Linked DNA regions of Anas platyrhynchos: region 1 is linked to region 2. Evidence: chromatin contacts called from public Hi-C data. All regions are on one chromosome and are shown on one strand. The core of a region is the stretch at or near the end of the contact, and the rest is flanking DNA. Distances in the headings are between cores, read along the strand shown.

What was found. Hi-C and Micro-C count contacts between places; a contact is called where the count stands out from the background.
Region 1: a contact with region 2 is called in a Hi-C map of subcutaneous adipose tissue, with 4 times the contacts expected there. The contact joins the promoter of ABLIM1 here to the enhancer-like site in region 2. A contact is called at or near these places in 3 of 8 Hi-C or Micro-C datasets (F5 follicle, skeletal muscle and subcutaneous adipose tissue).

What each region holds. Positions count from the first base shown.
Region 1 is chr6:33,152,158-33,158,783 of IASCAAS_PekinDuck_T2T, reverse strand. ABLIM1 (actin binding LIM protein 1) reads left to right here and starts at 5,034. Exons shown (of 23, transcript XM_072039808.1): 1 at 5,034-5,194. The coding sequence starts at 5,182. It overlaps LOC101798124 (a long non-coding RNA gene), which reads left to right. Exons shown (of 5, transcript XR_002399630.4): 5 at 1-727.
Region 2 is chr6:33,035,222-33,042,233 of IASCAAS_PekinDuck_T2T, reverse strand. It overlaps ABLIM1 (actin binding LIM protein 1), which reads left to right. Exons shown (of 23, transcript XM_072039808.1): 5 at 2,223-2,349; 6 at 3,504-3,597. Among named protein-coding and RNA genes, the nearest start is that of AFAP1L2, 85 kb to the right of the region's middle. Within about 2 kb of position 1,768, at least 4 of the 8 cell types and tissues checked have an H3K27ac peak or open chromatin away from gene starts, as enhancers often do. A contact at or near this core is called in subcutaneous adipose tissue, where this site is marked.

The sequences.
Region 1 (6,626 bases), core at 3,785-6,284, 110 kb before region 2:
AATGGCCAGTAGCTCCCACGGGTTTATTTCATGACTTGAAATAAAGCTGTGTCCAGTAGCAGAGGGCACGAGTGACCTGGTTTCATCTGTTTTGCACGTTTCTGTCAGAAACATAGCAACAAGGTTTAGAGAGAATCTTTGTATATTTTTTTGAGAAAAAATATCCCTGTGTACCCTCTGTAGAATGAAATAATACACGAACCAGAAACATTATTTCTGGGCTTAGCTACTTTACTTTCCTTTACTTGGATTTTAGCAGTTCATTTGTCCAGTTTGGTTCTCAAATAATGTTTGAAGCTACAGGACTAGTCTGAGTTTACTCAGACATTGATTTATCCCTGCAGCCATCACATCCCACATGATCTTTGCATTTCTCCATCAATTAAACCCCAATGAATTTAGGGAGAGACCTGTGTTAAAAGACAGGCCCTTCTAGGGAACCCCAGCTGGATTCTTGCAGCGTTTCTGTGTAACTCCCAAGAGTGACTGTGTACATCACCATTGCATTATTTTATTTGTAGGTGAGAGTAGATAAATTCATCTGAACACTTCCAGTTAGAATTTCATGCTCAGAAGCTGTCCTCTGTGCCAAACTACATTTCCAGAGCAAGCACGTTCAGCTTGATTGTTTGTAATTCTTTCTGAGTCATTAGCCCTGTAGGAATGAGCATCTGCACTTGGATGAGGCCTTTAAGGAACTGAGCTGGAGGCACTACTGACAACAAGCAAAGAAAATGAAGTCTGTAGTAGACCTAAGGTCATTCAGAAATGTTTCGGTTGCTCATCCACGTTCGTTTGCCTCAGGCTGTTTGGATTAGTTTGACATTCAGCCCTCATGTTGTGAAATGCTGAAGTAAGCAGACCTGTGTCTGTAATGTGCCTAATATAAAGGAACCTGCTCCTGATTAGATCCTTGAGCACTGTCAGAGCGCTTGATTCCTGCCTGGCAGCTCCTGTGTCAAGAGAAGCATTTCCATCCATTTCATTTCTCTGGTTCTGTGTTCAGAAGCTGTTATCTCCAGTCTCTGGGTCCCCTGGAAATTTGCGGGTGGTGTCCAACTGAGCTAATACTTCTACCTGGGGTGCTTGGCTGCTGCCATCAGACCAGTGCAGTCTGCCTTTCCTTCTGCCTCTCCAGCAGTTACAGCCAGCAACAGGAAGCCAATCCCTATTACATTCACCACCGCATCTACAGCATACGTGGAAATTCTCTGTTCAGACATAAAAATCTTTTGTAGCATTAACCAATTCCGTGAGCTGTTTCAGAGCAATTCATCCTGCTGCTGGATCACTGCCTGCAGAGGGCAGCCTGACCCAGGATTTCACTCCAGCAATGTGCTCAGGTGGAGAATTCCATCATTTGCCGGCGTCTCTGTCCATCAGCATCACTGTCTGTGGAATAAACAAGCGAGAGCTGCGTAGGATTACCATCAGCCCGAAACTCAAACGGATTCAAAAGTGGGGAATACCCTCCCACACACACACTTGGCTAAATTAAACCTCGTTTGTTTGTTTGTTTAAAAGCACCCTGAAAGAATACAGTAACATCAGAAAAACTCAGCTAGGCCTGAGATCATATCTCACAGGTCAACCAGATACATTTATTGGTAGATATCAAGGGGTAAGAGAAAGAAAATGTACAGAATACATGCACCAGGGTGTACTGGCCGATGCTAACAGTAGAAAAGTGTTTTTCTTTTATTCCAAATCTCTTCAGGAAGACTGTGAGATTCGTTCAAGCTCCTGTTAAGATGAGTGAGACTGTGCCTTTGGCTGATTTTGCTCTGTGTTCTCTCTCAGGTGTGTCCTGAGTCCCTGTGAAACAGCCATCACAATTTCAGTGACACTTTGTCAAAGAGCATGTGTCTACACACAGGTGTGTGCTTTAGCTGTAGGACTGATCAGTGCCAGGTTTGAGACTAGGGGTTGCTATCTTGATACAGATTGACAAGGGACAAGGCATTCAGTTCCTGAAAAAGAGTCAGTACTTTGTGTCTCTCAAATCAAATTGTGTCCAACAGCTGATTAAGGAATGATCTTGATGTGTGCTGAAGGGAGTCCTGTCTGCTTCTATACTCCTCAGCCAGAGGGCTCTGCTACACAGTGGTCAGAGTAGAAAGTAAGGATAAAGAAAATAGCATTTCAGGAATCAAGAGAGCATCAGTAATGTCTGAATTCCAGGAGCACAGGAAGAAACCTGTGTGTCTTATGGTCAGTTATCACATTACTCACTGATGTACTTTCACATTGATTTAGATAATGAATTTATTTGGGTACAGACTTTCTGTCCCACATAAACGGGGCTGTTCACAGCAGAATGTATACAATTCTCAGAGTCTGGCTCATTGTCATTGCAATTATCAGTGAATTTTTGCTGATGATTCCTAAAATTTCATGTAGAGGAGTGGCAAGAAATTTTGATTCTGGTTTATTCGTAATATTCTTTCCTATTCTTGCTATGTTACTCATCTTCGCTAATGTGAACTTTGGCCAAGGAAGTATCTGTCACAGTCTACATTGATAGCATAATGTAAAAGATACTCTATGTAAAAATGCTTACACATTTAATCAGCTTTGATTGCGTAATCTAATTCTGTTTGGCCACAGCAAATTCTTTAGGGTAAAGGGCAAAGTAGGGCACACACTGAGATAACACCCTTGCTTGACACATATCTAAAAACTCTCATTTATAATTAACAACAAAGGCAGTTTATGTAATTGTCTCTGTATCTCCTGAAGGCATACACTGAATACAAAATCAGAAGAAAAATGATTTAGGAGTCAAGATTCACAGCTGTTATTTGTGGTTCATACCTCATATGTGAACCCGTGAGAACCTGATGAAAGCTGAGTAAGTTTTTGACTCCGAGCTCTTTGTTGGGATCTGTCCAATAAGGATGCACACACAGGTGATACTGAAATTCTTCTGCAGTAAATCCTAGTCAATGTTTAGCTGATCTTTCCAAACCTGATCCTCAGAAATGAATTTCATATTCTGGTCCGTGCCCTAAGTTCCTCCAGGGTACTTAGCCATTTTGGTGCAACGGCAATATAGATTAGCTACTAATGGGCTTATTTAGAGGCTTTTTCTTAGCTGCCAAGATCTCCAATACTCTAGGTTATATCAGTAAAAGTGATTAATGTTTTCACAGTTCAAATGTATAAATCCAGCCTTTGCTGACTTAGCTGGACATCATCATTCTTTTAAGAGTTTTCAGTTTGTCTAAAACCTGTTTACTTAATGGATAGAAAAACAGAATCTTTTATGTATTCACACAGGTGAATATATTCACAAGTGACAGCAAGGTATGTTGTACAGAGAATACAGTCCAATATTTAGAGGGCTTTTCTGGAAAGATGCAGGTTCTGTTCTTTACTCTGACATAATTTTCTCTGTGACCTTAAAAAACATAGCTCTTCAAGGGCATTTAAGCATCTGAATATACCAATAGGGGATTTGAAAACACCTGGCTGCTAAAATTGGTCGAAGTACTTTGTAAAAATCTCTAAAAAATCCCCAGGTGCCTGTTTGCATCTCTCAAAGCCCAAATACCTTTAAAAAACACTGTCATTAGTGTGTGTGTGTTTGTGTTTGTTTGTTTTTCTGTCTAATTTGAGTTAGAAGCTTAAGCTGTCTGTATAGTCAATACAAAAAAGTAGCAGGTAGGATCCTGCTTCTCAGCTGGCTAATTCAGAAACCTCAGCTAGGTGCCTGAAATAAAGCAATGTCAATCACTGCTCCTAATGGACTTCTTAAGTGGTCAGGAAATGGCTCAGTCAACTGAACAGCTCAACAGCTTGCTGCTGCTCAAAAAGACCATCTCTTTTCCCTCTAATGCTCACCTGTTCTTCACCTCTTGCTGGCCATGCAGTTCTGCACTTGTCTTCTGTAAGCTCCAGTGTTTATCTGAGCCTTAGGTTTTCATTTTTGGCTATCTTTTTGTTTCCTTTTCCTGGCAGAAAACTCACCAGCACAAGGAATTGAGCAATTCCTTGGTGATTAATGAGCTAAAGTTGTTTGATAGGGGTGAGACCAGCAAGGGGAGCAGGAGCACATGTGTTGGGGAGAGTAGGAAAAACACAGTGCACAGGAGAGTACGTGACAACCGCTTGCAGAAGCAGCAGTAGCAAACTCTTGGATTGGCTTGCCCATCTTGTCTGGATCTTGTTTGAGGTCTTCCCTCCTCTCTGTACCGCCCTTTCCCACCCTCTCCTTTCTCTTCAGCTCCCTTCCACATTCCCTAAATATTGGCAGGACAGGAGACAGCCGTTGCAGAAGCTGATTCAGCTGCATACATGCAGATTGCCTGGCTGGTACTTGTGGCTAATGAAGGCATGGCTTCCAGAACTGATAACTCTTGAGTTCCCACTGCAGCTTTTCTTCATTTTAATTTCTCTTTGCAAGTCCTAATTACTACAAAACTTGTAAAGTTGTTGAACTCTTTCTGAGTTCTACCTTTTAGTCAGCTTTAATAGAAATTTTCCATATCTGGGACTTGAAGTTCTTGAAGGGGATTTGCTGGACAGACAGAAAAATGAAACTCTATCACCCTCAATTACTTAGGAAACCCAACTAAATGGCTAATTTTAATAAATGGATTCTGTATCTGATCCATTCTAACTTTCTCTGATCAACATGTCTGTTGAACTGCTCAGCCTTAGAGGTGTTGCACACTAAGTGGAATAAATTCTTTGTGTTCTATAGAAAACCAAGGTACAAATGCCTTTCTCCTTTCACTTCCTAGCAGCATAAAGAAAGGAAATTCTTCATTAAAAAGCTAATTTCTGCATGTTCCTGAACCTTTTTTTTTTTTAAAGCCATCTATTAAGCATCACACAGGAGAACCCTTGATAATGCTAGTCAGAAATTCGTTGAAGGAAGTGCATAGGAAATGACTCAATTAAAAACACAAAATGCTGTTATATTACTGAGGAAAACCTTGGCTCTTTTGGTACAAGAAAGAAAACCTGAGTTGTTTCCAAGTGGAAAACGTTACTCATTTCAGAAAAGAAGATGGGGAAGGGAACTTTTTTTGAGTGAACGTTCGCTGAGCAACTACAGGAGCTGGGAAAGAGGCGAACCTGCGATTTATTTCATTGCTGCCGCAGGATTCAGAAACAAGGGGCAAGAAGACAGAACGACCTAATGAGTATGAGCTGCAGGTGACAGTGGGGCGATGCATGGCAAACAGAGGTGTGTATGACCACAAGTCATTGCTGGCTGAGTGCGATATGGGAGGAACAGCTGTGCCGGCGCATTGTCTGCGCCTACATCACCTGATGAGAGGACACGTGTGTGCTCGCCCTTGTGCTGCTGCTCTGCTCCCTTACACATACACGTACACACACACATTTTACATGCACATATATACCTCGCTGCCCGGCTGGCAGCGGGGCGAGCACACCAGGGCGCTGCCAAGCAGCCACCAGCCGGCTGCGCCCCGGCACTGCGGTGGGGACCGCGCCACGCAGCCGCGGGCAGGGATGCGAGCACCGCCACCTCTCCTGGATCTCCGGCTGCGTTTCTTTCGTAGGAAAACCGTGTGGGCTTGCTGCTGGGAGGCAGCTGCGCTGCGTGTGGCACAGCAGAGCAGGAGGAGCGTGACTCAGCCCCCGTGCCACCGCCGTGCCGGCTGCCGCAGCACCCCGGGTCCTGCTTGCTGGCCGTGCCGACCCTGAGCGGAGCCACCTCTCGCGGCTCAATTCGGCCGCAGCCCTGCGGTTCCCGTCGCCTGCCCTTCCCCGCAGCCTCCCGGGGCGCTGAGGTCGGGTTCGCCGTGTCGGGGAGCTCCCGGCCCCCGCCGGGGGGGCGCCCGCTGCCCCTCCGGGCCCGCAGCGCTGCGCCCGCCCCGCTCCGCCCCGCAGCCGCCGCCCTGCCCTCGGCAGCCCGATCCCAGGCGATCCCACTCGATCCAATCCGATCCAAGGCGAGCCGAGCCCAGCCGAGCCGCACAGGCGCACGCAGCGCGGAGAGCGCCGCGGCCCCGCCCGGCTCGGCACGGCCCGGCACGGCCCGGCCATGTCCGCCAGAGGTGGGTCTGCGGGGGGCGAGGGGGGACCGGGGGGTTTGGGGGATCACCGAGGAGCCCTGCGGCGAAGGGGCTCGGGGAGGGGGCGCCGGGTGCCGGGGTGGGGGGCCCGAGGGTGCCGAGCCCCCTTGCGGGCGCTGGGGCTGGGAACGGGGCTGCAGGTGCGGGGCGCGGGGCGCTGCCCTCGGAGGAACCGGAGGCGTAAAGTTAAACATGTTCTGAACGCTGTCATAACAAAGCTGAAATACCGGTAAGCATCTCTCTCTTTTTTATTTTTTTATTTTTTTTTCCCCTTAAAGAAAATTATCTGCGCGGTAATAACCAGTAAAACCACTCCCCGGTTGTCTCTGCATTGAAAAAAAAAAACACTTTGTGAAAATTACATATCGCGTGTGAACAAGCCCCTGGATGCAGGGATACGCCCTGCTTGTGCATCCCCTTATTTCTCTGCGTCTTCACGCACTACACACCGCCCGACGTGCACCAGCGCTTTGGTTTGCCTGGATTCCTCCCGCTGTCCGAATGAGCCTCGCGCACATGGACGGCAGCGTGCGACTGCTGTAGGGTTGTCAGCGCAGTGTGCCTGGCTCCATGTTC
Region 2 (7,012 bases), core at 519-3,018:
AACTGCTTTTTGCAACAGGAAAGACAAAGACTGTGGACTGGGTGGGCCCTTTTACATAAGGCAGTTCTTCTATTCTGACTTGGCTTCAGAAATTCAGCTGAAGTGCTACAAAGTGCTTTAAAAAATCTCTTTTCTTGGTTCCGTATCTGCAAAATTTCAGCTTCGCAAAACTTGCCTGGATAAAGCTGCCAAAAGCATGGAAAACACAGCAGATTTTTGGAGGGATTATTGCAACAGGGAATGTGTCATGGTTTGGCAGGACCGCAGGTCAGGAATGTGGAAGCTGGCACAGCAGGGAGAAGCAGGAGTGCTAGGAAGCTGAGAAATGGGTGCTGATTAAAGCTGCAGCTCAGCACCCACTGAGGTGGGAGGAAAGATCTCATTTCTTGTTACAGTTGGTAGGTGTATTGCATGGCTTCAGGTTGGAAGGAACCTGATGTAATGTAGTATCCTCTCCAAAGCAAAGGGAAGATCAATGTACCAATGGCATCCTGACAGATGTTCACTTGTCTCCCCCTCAGTCCCATTTCATAAACTCCAGCGCCTCTCTCAGTGACCTGTTCCAGCCCTTGCTGTCGTTGTGGAGTGGCATGAAGCCTTGAAACGGCACAGAAGAGCAGAGGGATCCATTACGTGCTGTCAGTACTTGTCATTTCATAATTTCAATTTGTAACTTTTGTCCTTTAGAGCAAAGCCCTGGGATTAGGACATCTCAGGGTTGCTTTTCAAGTCCAAGCTGCATCATTGGTCTGTGACTTGCATTTTATTACAAGATACCGTGGTGCTTGGGCCTGTTCTCTTGAGGGAGTCGAGAGCATGAAGAATGCTGATAGAGAGGCCTGCTGCAAATAGTGACCTGGTTCGCAGGAATGCACAGCGCCTATTTGGGGCTGTCCTCGCCCATTATCCAGCAAACAAAAGTCAGGCCCTTGGGTGTCAAAAGGAGACACTCCTTTTATTGTCAGTTGTGATAATAAATCTGGAGTCGCCCTTTTGCAGGGTGTAGTGTTACCTGGACTGTAAAACTGTGAGGAGATGATGGTGTCAGGGCTGTACCTGTACAGTCAGCTGGAACTGGTCTTGGTTTGAGGCTGTTTGTTGATGTTTCAGACACATGGAGAGGATGTGATATTCATGAAAAGAACACCAAGTTTTGGGATAATAAAATACAGAAAAACCTTTGTTCTAGGTTCTCTCTGGCTTCTAAGCGTGTCCCAGTTGATGGGCATTCCCTTTCTGCCTCGCTGCTCTGCCAGGCTGTCCTTTCTCTCGAGGCTCCAGCACAGCACCGGTGGTTCCCTGCTGTGTCCCACATCAGTCTCATCAAATCTCCCCATGCACTGAACTGCCCCGTGCCAGGAAATCTCTTGAGTATCTTATATCTGAATGGAGAGGAATGGGAGCTCAGGGCTGAGCCCAAGATTTCTGATGTGACGTGAGATGTTGTGGCATCTTCTGGGACAGAGGGCATTCGGTGGCTCCGGGCTTCAGGTTTGCTGTCTGCCATCAAATTGTCTTTCTGAATCACAGCAAAAACTGAGCATGGGCTACTGGGTAGTACCAAAATCCCCAAGTGAGAGTGCTTGTGCCTATTAGAGCCCAGGAAAGCTGCTGTTTTCCACACCTGCAGGTGGAACACAATATGCCCCGTCATATAGCATTTAGTGCTGTCACACTGCTGTCACCCTCGCCTCAGGCCCTTGCTAAAAATGCTCTCTCCTCTCTTCCTGGGCTGGGATGTGCCACCGCCTGTGGCTGGGTGGACGTTCTGGGCTTTGCTGCCACCCAATGGGAGACTGCAGCATCCTGGTGGCACTCGCCCAGGCCTCCTTTCTTTGCTTCACTTTGGCACTCCAGATCTTGCAAAGAGCAAAATGAGAAAAATACCGATTCCTTTGGAAGGCTGGTACTTTTCTGGATGATGGTTCATAGCTGCTTCCCAACAAAATCTTAAGTTTGTACAAAGCTCACCTAGCAATCTTTGAATCACAAAGTGTGAAAAACAGGATAGAGATTTCTGTCCTCTGCTGAATATGTCTGTAGTAAAGAAGACTGTATCTTCATGGAGGATCTGTAAGTCTCTGGGGAAAGGAAGAAGATGTGTCTCTGCATAGCTGTATAATTTTCCCCTTTGATTACCAAGTCTAGCAGTTGTTGGGTGGTTAATGAGCAACAATGAACCAGGTAACTGACAGCAAATGCATTTGTTTGCTTATTTGCAGATTGTGCTGGCTGTGGAAGAGACATAAAGAATGGACAAGCATTGCTAGCTCTGGATAAGCAGTGGCACCTGGGATGCTTTAAGTGTAAGGCCTGTGGGAAGGTCCTAACTGGGGAATACATCAGCAAGTAAGTAGCCTCTGCAACTCTCCTCCACTGTTGGCATGAGTTCTTGTTGCCAGAAGGGAAGAGCTTGCAGCAAAGTTCACCTTTTGATATCCAGTTTCTATCACCTCTCAGCATATGCCAAAATTCTTTGCTGTCAATGAGAGCTGAGCTGGGGAAGGGAGGTAAACTGGAAAGAGCAACTGCAATGTGATGTTTAATGATAGCAGTCCTTACTTAATACCAGTACAGAAGAGGGTATATCTCAATGCTCCCACAAGGGTTTGAGTGAATTCCTATGTTTTCTGTGTTCGATACAGCTTTGATACAGCTTTGTGCCATTTTGTTTTCCAGCATTGATATTGAGGAAAAAAATAGGAACCTGTCCATTATTTGTCTTTGCTACAGAATAGACTAAACATGATGTGATTGACCTGCTAGTGTTTCTCAACTCCAAATGAGAAACTAATGAAGGGAGTATTGAACATAAGGAGGGGCAGAGGAAGTGAAGGGGGAAAAGTGTTGTAATTATAAAACAGAAGGAATGAAGATACAGTCCTTGTTCTCCTCTTCAAGTATATAATGAGGAGAAAATGCAGGGAAATAAAGTATGTTTCACAAACCCATCAGTAAGTACAGTGGGATGTATAATATTATAAATCAATTAAATGAAATAAATTCTGTAATTTCTTAAAAGGTCAATGCTAGCACCCGAGAAATAATATTAAGCTCTGATTGGTGCTTCCATTTGTACGATGGATGTACATTGTTCATACCAAAAACATCCATGACCTTACACTTAGAAGCAACTGGTTATGCTCTTCACAGACTACAGAAGATTTCTTTGTTGAATGATCTCCACTCATCACCATGGATAGAGTTCCAATAATTTCTCTAGAATTGTACCACCTGTAGTTTTAGAGTCTGTTTTTTAAGAATGAGGTTTGCTTCAGTGTTTCAAGGTTGGGTACCTTTCCTTTATGGAAATTTAAACGAATAATTATAGAATTATGAGAATATGATTTTTTATTTTTTTTTCTTCTACTGCAAAATACATCTCTTGGTTTTGCCGATTGCTGTTCATTGGAGTTCCAGAGTGAAAACAAGGGAAGAATGTAAGTCATGTTGTAACCCATTTATTAAAAGGTGGTTTATATTTTGTGGATTTTCTTTTTCAGAGATGGTGCTCCTTATTGTGAAAAGGACTATCAGGTTCTTTTTGGAGTCAAGTGTGAAGCATGTCACCAGTTCATTACTGGGAAAGTCCTAGAGGTACGTGCTTTGTAAGATGGAGTTTAAGAATTGGGCCACATCCCATTATGTTCTGATGGAGCCGCAAAAAAAAAAAAAATTCTCATGGGAAAATTTTACTGCTGATTTTAGAGCAAAGGTGCTAATTTTCAGAAATATTTTCAAGTGTTTTACCTTTGGAGTAATCAGGGAAAGTATGTGATAGAGAATTAATTACACTAGTTTCTATGGATTTATGATTTCTGTGTTTCTTTTTTAGTGGTGATGTGCAAAGTCTGTTGCATTTCTTATTCTGTGTCAGATTTGATATATTTATAGAGGTAATTTGAGTACTGGAATCATTACCTTTGACAACTGTGAGTATTCTGAGATATATAGTCATGAAGGGGGGTTGTGTACCTGAGATTTTTCTTCTCAAATAAGGCCAGATGATATGAATGATGCTGACAAGGTGAGGGAGAAATGTACTGGAAATAATATGTTAGAAACAAGAAGGCACAAACAGAAAATGTCTGAACAGTCTTTTGTTTACTTTTAGTTGGAATCCTCTGTGTTCTCTTTGCATCTCTGGCCAAATCATTTTACAGTTGCATATCTTTTGTTGTCAGTACTGTCTCCCATGGCTGTGACTAGTCCCCTGTGAGATGGGATCCTTGAATTATGCATGGATCCCTCTGTGTCATCACAGAAATGTTCAGTGGGTAAAAATGCAGACGACCTTCCTTGTCCTGTTACCATTGAAATATGAGGAACAAACCTGTTGCCTCCCTTCCATATAGGATTCTATGTTCAATGGAAATAACCTGACCTTTGAGCTTAGGCCTAGAAAGGGGCTGTGTGGGTTGGCTCCAGATTTAGTTATGTTTAATACTCAACCTTCCTGGAGCAAAAAGGGGGGAACCAACACAAAATTCCCTTTGTATAATAAAGTGGAAGAAATGGGAAAGCCAGGAAGAATTTCAGTTACAGGCATATTTTTTGGAGAGGAAACCAGATGTATTATTTTAATGAGTCCAAGAAATAAACCTGAAAGTATTACCAAAATAAAAACAGATGGAATTTGCTAGTTAAATGTGTATTATAAGTTCTCTTCTTTGTGTTCCATCTACTGCTGGTATAGGACTGTGTCAGCCCTCACCTGATAAGTTTCATATTTGATGCAAAGTGGAAACAGTTCGATTTTCTAGCTCTGGAGGTCTCTGTAGTTCAATATTCGAATATTAGCTGGGACAGTAGCCACCAATTGAGACTCAGAAAGCATGTAGACAGCTGCTGTGCCTGTCACTGCTTCTACTGAGAGGAAATACACTTTTCCAGTTAGCTGTGATCTTAGTCTGCCTCCTTTGCAGGGTGTTTCTAATTCTTTTGGAGAGCCACAAAGATAATTAGTGAGAACAGTCTGACTTTTCCCTTGAGTTAGAAAGGCTGTGTCTGGCTTTTATCTGGAGGTCTACTACCATCTGCCTATCTGTTCACATCTACTGATGAGTTTTTCAGTTCAGTACTCTCTATTGGAGAGTACTCAGCATAGTTGGAGAGAAGTAATTGGATTTGTGAGACTGGGAAGCATAAAATATTCTAAAATGACTTTAGATGCTATTTCTGCTGTTACTCTATTACACAGCACATGATAGGTGCTCAAACCTGTGCAATCTATTGCTGAAAGCAATGTGATCTATTCAGAGGCATGGAGATGAAAATAATAAAAGAGGAGGTTCTTTGAGTCTGCAGAGAGCTGGGAAGAAATGAGCTATTTCTGTTTGGAGCCTTCTGTGTAGTGGATGTGAATATAGAAAGGTTGCATTCATGTTGCTCTTTCTAGTATCAATGAGAAAGAAAATTAGGTTTCTGAGAGGATCTAGAGCTATATCCTTTCAGAGCTGAATCAGCTGAGGCCAGGGGAAGATGAGTTCAACTCAACTAGAGTTCAGCTCTCTATCACAATCTAAGCTGAAGTTTGGTTTATCAGAGTCTTCGTGTCCCAGACAGAACCTTGTTGCAGTCATTTTGGTGTCAAGGTTGGTTTCTTGCCTTGTAGTTCTTTCTCTTCTTATGGGCATTTATTATCAGAAGAAGAGACAACATATTGCTGAAATAAAAGTAATGGAGCAGGTGTCCAACCTCATGTAAGGGTCAAAGTCAGAGAAAATAGATAAAGATTCTTCATGTGACCTAGCCCCAGCAGGATCCAAATATGCTCATGAAATAGAAACAGACCTTTTGAATGATATTATGGAAATATTAAGCATGTGAAATTACAGGTAAAACTAGAATTTTTGCTTGCATATTCATGGATCTCATTGATTATCAGAGGCACAACCCTTAATAATACAGTAGAGGGCAGCAATAGTTCTCAATATCTAACCAAGACCAAAAAATAAAGCATGTAGAAATTGAATTACTTGTAACGCAGCTCTTTCCTGTTTCGTTTTAAATGGCATTTGAAGCTCACTGCTATGTGATAGGTGTAGAGTGGACAAGTCCTTAGAGTCTTTCACACAGTATTTTATGGTCAGGGAGACTCAGACATTGCTTTGACTGATTTACAGTACATCTTAGTAGCCTGGATAGTCCATGAATTGAGTTCTTCACATATCAGCGGGGAATGCAGGTGCCAGAGAGACATACAAGCATTTTCTGTCATTGGGCGGCACTTGAAAAGATGCTTAGAAGATACAGCTAATATTCAATAATACGAGGAGTTTAGTAGTACCATGGGCTAGTTTCTTGTCTCCTCCTAGAAATCTTGCATGCTGTCAGAGATGCACAGTTCTAAAGGAGCAGTACTAATGTCTCTAAATTAGACTAAAGGCACTAATAAGTGGAAATATGCATGTAAGATGAGAAAATTATGTGTCAGCACGAGTCCCCTTTGAGCAGGAAAAGTAGTTTAAAGGATGGGGCCAAAGCATGACATAAATCCTCTGGTAACAAAGGAGATGAGAGATTGGAAGTAGCCAGAGGGTCACAGAACAGGATGCTGCAGTTCATGGAGGGCTGCAGATGCTTTCGAGGCAGGACAAGTAACAACCTCATTAGCCTGTACAGAAAGTCACCCACAACCTTTCAGTACACCTGAAGTTTTAATTTAGATGAAGCTCGGGATTCTCACAGACAGATTACTGTTTTCCCTCCTTGTTTTCTTAAGCAGTGTTTCTTTGGCAAAGTTGGGCATTTTTGTCAATTAATATCATGTGCGTTGTCTCTTGTCCTGCCACCTCTCTTGGGAATGAAACCATGTTATCAGTGTGAAGTAGCACAGTTATTGGAGGTGGAGATTATGGCATTACTGTGCAGCTCAACTGCTACCTAGCTTTGTATTTTACTTGTATTAATTAGAAATATTAATCTGATCCAGGTCTTTGATTTAATCCAACAATAAAATATTTGTTATGTCAGGACCACTATATATTATTTCATAATATTCATCCAAAGC